2 separate regions of the Zea mays genome follow, and region 1 is linked to region 2. A link is a contact called in public Hi-C data. All regions are on one chromosome and are shown on one strand. Each heading gives the region's core, a stretch centred on a gene start, on an enhancer-like site or on the middle of the called end of the contact. The rest is flanking DNA. Distances are from core to core; before and after follow the strand shown.

Evidence for each region. Hi-C and Micro-C count contacts between places; a contact is called where the count stands out from the background.
Region 1: a Hi-C map of endosperm shows a contact between it and region 2, with 5 times the contacts expected there. The contact joins the promoter of LOC100280015 here to the promoter of LOC103633099 in region 2. A contact is called at or near these places in 3 of 25 Hi-C or Micro-C datasets (ear, endosperm and tassel).

The regions. Positions count from the first base shown.
Region 1 is chr7:150,273,177-150,276,941 of Zm-B73-REFERENCE-NAM-5.0, forward strand. LOC100280015 reads right to left here and starts at 1,772. Exons shown (of 8, transcript NM_001152961.1): 1 at 1,599-1,772; 2 at 921-1,117; 3 at 698-737; 4 at 151-201. The coding sequence starts at 1,072.
Region 2 is chr7:150,016,264-150,020,138 of Zm-B73-REFERENCE-NAM-5.0, forward strand. LOC103633099 (ornithine decarboxylase) reads right to left here and starts at 2,348. Exons shown (of 2, transcript XM_008654778.3): 1 at 2,054-2,348; 2 at 276-1,806. The coding sequence starts at 2,205. The coding sequence ends at 495.

The sequences.
Region 1 (3,765 bases), core at 522-3,021, 260 kb after region 2:
AGTAGCAGCACAGCAAACTATAATGCATATACAACATACATAAAAAGATACAATATTCCCAAGTTACATTCAATGATTGATTAAATGTGTGGTCAATATCTGGTGGTTTATTTAGAAATTGAGTTGAGAAGAGTGAACAACAAAACTTACCGCATATCTTGGTCTACTTATCATTTTTGGATCCTCCGGTCTCACAGCAAGCTTGATTGAAACAAATGAACAAAAGAAGACAATCAATGAGTTTAACCTTTGATGTCTGATTCCCTTAAAACTTATAAAAAATTATCAAGGAAAATTTATTAAGCATTAAAGACCACATTAAAATAGATGTTCCATTTTGTCACAAATGAACTCTAAAGAAATCAAATTCAATAGAGAAAATGCAGAAGACGGCCCTATATATTTCATATAAACAAGAATTATCATTGGTTCTGTTGCCAGAATGAATAAGAAACAAATTCTAATAGTCACGTCAATGAGCTAAGCCCAAAATGTATAGTTATGATACTAACCGTGCAACACGCTTTCCACTATATCAGTTAGTATAGTCACTAGGCCATAAAAAGTTATTTAATGGGGAAAAGAGAGATAATGTCACCTAAATACAAATGACATGTGCCTAGTTGCAGATTCATTAATTGTAAACAATACAAGCACAGTTTCTAGCACTAGATTTTTGTAAGATTGTGTAACTTACCTCAGCTTCATGAAGCTCCATTTCGAAGTCTTGGGCAGACCTGAGGTTGAACTCATCAATAGAGGAATGCTGAGCAGAAATATATATTGCACTACTTATTCAACAACTACAGAAAGATCGGCATGAGCTTACTTCATCTCAACTTATTGCAATATATAAGTGTGCTAGGTGCAAAAAAAATAGTAAATTAAACCCAAAAAAGGTTTCCGGAAAGGACATTAACCTTTGATGCCAATGGCTGTAGGTAGCATAGAGAGATAGCACAACCAATATGACAATCAAGTTCCATGTGATGATAGTAGAGTAGCTGATTCGAGATGGAGCCTTCTTTGTTTTGCTTTGGATTAGCAATTGCTTAGGCTTTATCCTTGCCATCTGCTAGAGTACGGAGAAACAGCTCTACCTGGGAAGCTCTCCCTTCTAGGATGGAAAAGACAAATTTAAGTCAGGGCAAGAAAAGGGAACAAAAACAAAATAGCTAAGATCTGCAATGTATTGTGTGATATTCCTAGCAATAAAAGGAGAAAGAAAAGGACACAATTTTGAAGATGAACAGAGGACAGACTATGCATCATTCAGGTGCCTTCGGATAACCCTATGCTACAGGCATCCTAAGCACAATCTGCCTTATGGCCCTGTAGAAAAGAATGCTAAAACCCCTATTTATGTGTCGTCAATCGCCAACCTGAACTAATGCCACCAAAGCCGAACAGCCGGTCTACTGGAAAGGGGCGAACCCAGTAAAGGACATGGGTGTACACATGTACGCCAGAATATTTTTTGCTAAAAGTCTAAGTTTGTAGGCAGAATACATGCAAGTACAATGAAGTTGGAACAGATCCGAATGCAAATAATAAGTTAGGGTTTGGGTGCTCGGTTTTGTACACCAGGAAGTGAATACCAAGAGGTGGGCGTACTTGGTGGTGCTCGCGGCCGGCGAATGGCCCGAAGAAGACCAGGGCACCAGGCGTATGGAGGCAGCTACGGCCACCCAGTCGTCGCCGAGAGAGAAGGGGAAGAGGAAGAGGGAGCGCACGCTGGGTGGGAAGAAGAACAAGAACCGTCACGGTTGCAGGTGGACCGGCGAGGTTAGGAGGAATCGAAGGTGATAGGTGGAGATAAATATTTTTCTAGTTAAACTTGAATAAAAGGAGATTTATGAGGTGTTTGGTTCAAGTAAATAATGCATATAAGATCAGAGTAACTTCGGTAGTTGTCGAAAAGACTTCCAAATTAATAATTTATGTAGTTAACATAAAAACACCTATGCAACAGTTCTCTAAGGACTAGTTTGTGAACTTCATTTTCTTAAGTAATTCATATTTTCTTAAGGGAAAAATAAACTAATTTCTCTAAGAAAAATAGAAATCTCTTGGGAAAATGAGTTTGTCAAACTACCCTAAGGTCCCGTTTGTTTCCTTGGAATTGAACTCCATTTTAATAATTATAATTTAGACAAAACTAATTAAGTTCATATATTTATATATGTAATATATTTGTATATTATCCTAAATCATATGAGAGAGATAGTTATATCCCACATTTATGTTATAGCGAAGTAAGCAGAAGAGTGTGCTATAAGTTGTACATCGGGAAAATAGCATGTAAATCTATAGAATCAATTTCCATCTCTCACCCCATGAATTTGAGATAGTCTTATATGATAACTTTGGAAGTGGTGGAATGTTACATTATAAAAAAGTAGCATATTCCATTAGTAAGATTCTAATTCCTCAAAATGAAACGAAACAAACGGGGCCTAAATGAATTTTCTAAATTTAGCGTTTCTCATCTAACCTCATTTCCTTTCTAATTTGATAACCATTTAGCAACCCTCTAAAAAATGTTGACTGCATTATGAAGGTAATTGATGATATTTGTGACTTTTTTATGTGGATAGATACAAAACAAAACTACAACCTATAGTTAGAGAACTATTAGGGAACTCACATTTTTTACTCCCGGAGTTATTTCACAACTTTTTAAATCTATGATTTAGAGAGCTAAAATTTACATAATTATTGGAGTTCTTTAAGGTAGTGCATCATAAGTTCATTCCTCAAATTTAGTGGGATGACCTCATTCCTCATGTTAATACTAACTATGAGGAATGAGGTTGTGTTGTATCAACTTATTTCATTCTACAAACAAAAAAAGTGAGGAGTGAGAAGATGATGTATTAGCTTATTCCTTGAAAGGAAAATGGCCTCAAACATTTCCTATAATCGATTTTGTTGTTTGACGACCATCACAAAACCTTATAGACTAACTAGTTTGCCTAGTTGATCATTTTTCAGGTGCATAAAGTCATCTACGTACAACTATTCTAAGTCGACTGACCAGAATACCGTAGATTATTCCGAACAGGAGAAACTTTTTGAAAAACACCTATGCCCGGACCGTCCATGACACCAGGGTGAGACTCGGACAGGAATACTGCAAAAACAGAGTTAACACTATGGACTGTCCGAAGTAGAAGCGAGCACCGTCCGAGACCAACTGCGGACTGTCCGGCCTCAAGCTCGGACCATTCGGTCGTTGGAAAACCAGAAAACCCCCGAAGGTGACGAGTTCGGTAAAATACATTTTTAGCGTCCTCGCGGACCGTCCGGGGTGCACGGTCGGACCATCCGCGACTGCTTTATCTGACATATGACGCCGTATTAAATGCACTATAGCCGTTGATATAGTCATTACTACTGACCATTGTGATTTCAGTCGTTGATGTGGAGAGGCAGACCGTCCGGACCAGGGGCGTGGACCGTCCGCGGTCGACAGAATTGGAGCAACAGCTAAGAAGTGGTTGGATGCTATAAATACAATCCCAACCACCTTCATTCACTCCAGACAAGCACTCTATTCATTCACATTCAATACAAGAGCTAGCAATCCATTTCAAGACACATTCAAAGCTTCCAAACTCTGCAAGTCCCACAATTAAAACAAGTGATCATTAGTGCTTAGTTACTTGAGAGAGTGTGATCCGTGTTTCATTCGTTGCTCTTGTTGCTTGGTTTTCGTAATCATGCTTTCTTCATCTCTCTCTAAACCTTCTAAGTGATTTGTAA
Region 2 (3,875 bases), core at 1,098-3,597:
CGCAGACCAACAGCTACATGGCTTTCTTCCTGCTGATTCCAACTCTGATTTTTTAGAAGAGCTTTGACATACCGAACCAGTCTATTTTATGGCGCGTACAGTCTATTTTATGGCGCGTACTATTGTCTACTTTGAATCGTTAAATAAAGTTTGTTAATGTATTCGACTAATGGAGGTAGGGCGCCGCGAAGCGCGCCTCCTTTTCTAGTGGGTTAAACTGTTAAAGGCAAGTAGGCAACAAAGCAACAGCCGATATTAATACTCGAGTACTAATGTTTACGTAAGTATTAGTTCTAAATTTCTAATTCAAACGATACAAATACTAGGGCTTCAAATCCTATTTCTGTAGCAGTGCTATATAGAACGACATACATTGAAAGAACACCTTATTTTTATATCGAAAGATAGATAATACAGGGTTGGGTCGATTATAGAATAAATAAAAAAAGAACATATCAATTAGTCCAGGCCCGACGTCGTGGAGACGTTCGCATTCAGCTGGAGTAGGCTACATAGATCTTTATATCTGACGTCGCGTAGCCGTTGAAGTTGGAGCCGGCTCCGGTAGTGTAGGCGCCCATGTCGTCGAAGACGAGCCAGTCGCCGACGCTCATCTCTGGCAGAAGGTACCCGGTGAGCACCGTGTCGAGGGAGTCGCACGTTGGGCCGAAGACCGTGGAAGTGTAGGTTTTATCGCCGGGGCGCGGGCTGGCGAGCGGCCTCGGGGTGGGCACGTAGTGGTCCATGATGATGCAGTTGAGCGAGCCGTAGAGGCCGTCGTCGATCCAGTACTCGCGCACCTCTCCGCGCGTGCGCTTCCCGATGACGCGCGCGGCGAGCGTGAACGCGGTCTCGGCGAAGTAGCGGCCGGGCTCGGCGATCACCTCGACGCACGGCAGGTCGCCGAAGTGGTGCGCGAGGGCGTCGTTGATGACGGCCGCGGCGTCGTCGAAAGTGGGGCCGGACACGAAGCCGCCGCCGATGTCGAGGACGCGCATGGGCGGCATCCCCAGGGCAGCGGCCGCGTCGAACGCGGCGCGCGCGGCCTGGATGGCCCCGCGGTAGACGTGGAGGTTGGACGCGCCGCTGCCGACGTGGAAGGAGACGCCGGCCACGCCGACCCCCGCGCGCTGGGCGGCGCGCAGGAGCGGCACGACCTCGTCGGGGTGCGCGCCGTACTTGGTCCCCAGGTCGACCCGGACGTCGCCGCCGTCGGGGCCCTTGAGGCGGAGCAGGAGCTCGCAGCCGGGGTGGCAGCGCCTGACCTTGGCCACCTCCTCCTCGGAGTCGTAGGTGGTGAGGTTGACGCCGACCTCCGCGGCGTACTCGAGGTGCGCCTCGGGCTTGCAGGGGTTGGCGTAGACGATGTCCCCGGGCCGGACGCCGAGCGCGAGCACGGCCTCGATCTCGGCGCGGCTGGCGCAGTCGAAGCCCGCGCCGAGCGCGGCGAGCGCGCCGAGCAGCGCCGGGTCCGGGTTGCACTTGACGGCGTAGCAGGGCCGCGCGTCCGGCAGCGCCCGGCGCCACGCCCTGAAGAGGTCGACGACCTTGGCCAGGTCGAAGACGTAGAAGGCGCTGCGCTGCGCCGGGCTGGACGCGAGGATGGAGTGGATGAGGCCGGAGACGGCGTCCTTGTCCTTGAGCGCGTCGCGCTTGAACGCGAGCACCTTCCTGTCCTTGACGCCGGGGGCCACCAGCACGGCCTGCAGGGGGCTGCTTCCAACCATGGTGATGACGAGACGATTGACGACGCGCGCGATAGATGAGCAGCGGGATCGAACTTGTTCGATGGAGAACTCGTGTTGACTGAAAACCAAGATATACAAGGGAAAAAAGGAGCACGTTATTATTAATAAACGATGACGATGTAAATGTTGCAGCTTCCTTCGTGTCTGGTAGTGTCATTATGCAGGGTCGATCACTCGCGTCTGGTAGATAGATAGATATAGATAGATAGATGGATAGATAGATAAGAAAAAATATATCTCGTGCATTTCAGACAGTTTGTGTTTTATTTGCCAGTTCATTCCATGTCTTTGCTCAACGAACTCACCGAGACGATGACCGATCCAACGGACCTGGCAAGTGATGCCAAGCAGGCCCTGAGGCGAGAAGGTCGTCTGGTGAGACGCGTCTCTTGGTGTGTGTGCGGGGTTGCTCGGCATGAGTCTGGCGCCATATATAGGAGTGCCCGCGGCTGGCCATGGGGGAGGTGCTCACGTTTCATCGGTGGAATCTGGAATGGGTTAGGTGGGCCGGAAGCCGGAGAGAGGCACCGCGGGAGGGCGATGTGGTTCGGTGTGGTGCCGGGGTGCGGCTGACCGGTCAGAATCGACCCCAGCGGGCCAGCAACAATGCACATGCACCATCATATAGGACGCGGCGCCCTGGCCTGCCGCGCGGCCAAAAAGCCACACAGGAAGAGCCGTAGAGGTAGGTGGAGACTGGAGAGGCTTGCAGCTGCTGACCTGAGGAGAGGGTGGTCGATTCGGTCCATTTGCAATTTGCTCGATGCGTCGATTCAAAGCATCTCCGCTAGAGAAAAATTCAATCCTCTTTTTCTATAACCACTGGTTAAGTGAATCTGATAAAAAAAAATGCTTAGCATATTAAAGAAAATACGAGGAAGCATATAATAAATTTTGGTTTTTGTTGACACAAAAAACGCGCCAACGTGGGGATTGAGCCATGCTAAGAAATTTCTAACATTACAAGGATGATCAAAAATATTTAGTGTGACAAACAGTGAAGGAAGATATCAACTAGACTAACGAAGTCGGCTCGACTAGCTAGTTAGCCAAGCTAGTTTAGGCCGGTTCATATGTGTAGGGGTAGAAAACCCTAAGGCCTCGGGCGCGCGAGTCAGTAGGAGCCAAGCCGACCCTAACGAACCGTGGCTAAGTCACCCAATCCCCCTGCCTCATCCGAGGGACAGACCAAGGCCTGACCTCCAGGGTCAGGCGAGGTGAAGACGGGAGGAGAGGGTCGACTAGGCTAGACAGAGCCTCATAAGACCGGACGATCGCCCCATACCTGCCTCCATTATTGTCCTAGTCGGCACAACGTGACAAAGGTAGGGACCACCCTTTTTCTCCGACCAAGCCCATGCTCCTTTGAATCTGAGACGATTGTAGTACCCATCATTGTACAAGAAACAGACGGAACCCTGACAAACGAGCTATGAGGTACAAGGGTCGACGAAATTGGAGGGTGCGAACGAAACTTCCATAGCGCCGGCCCATCCCGAAACTTGTAGGCCACACTATGCTACCAACTCTAGGGTGCCTTCCTCTCAAACTTAGGTACCCTCGAGGGTATGAAGCCCCATTCTCGCATAAGCAACACTGAGTATTCTGATCTAAAAGAACGATGACAATTACAATGGCAAGTGCAACGACAAGTACGACTCACAGTACCAGCGCATCGTGGGATCTCGTTGGCGGAAGGCCCCTTCTTTTTACCTTTTCATACTTTCCTTGTAAGAGGCTCATTCCTTCGGTTATAAAAAAGGAAGGGTCAGCCTTAACCAGAAGAGGGAGACAGAACACACACAACAAGACGACACAAGAAGTGACTTGAAAGCCCTTTCCCTCTCTCGCTTGCTTGTAAACCTCTGCTACGAGCAATCTGATGCCAATAGCACAAACCAACGAAAACTATGGTAGGGACATTCAACTTGAACCAGCATAACTCTTGGGTCCATCTCGCACACCATCCAGGCCTAGAACGTGCATCGCAAATTTACTCGTTGGTGCTTACTCGAAGCACCGGCAGTTGAGGTGCTAGGTAGGGGCTTTACGTGTTTTCGTCATCCTCCAAAGACACCAACTTAGAGCTCGTTTGGTAGGGCTTCAACTCTGGCTTTTCTATAGAAA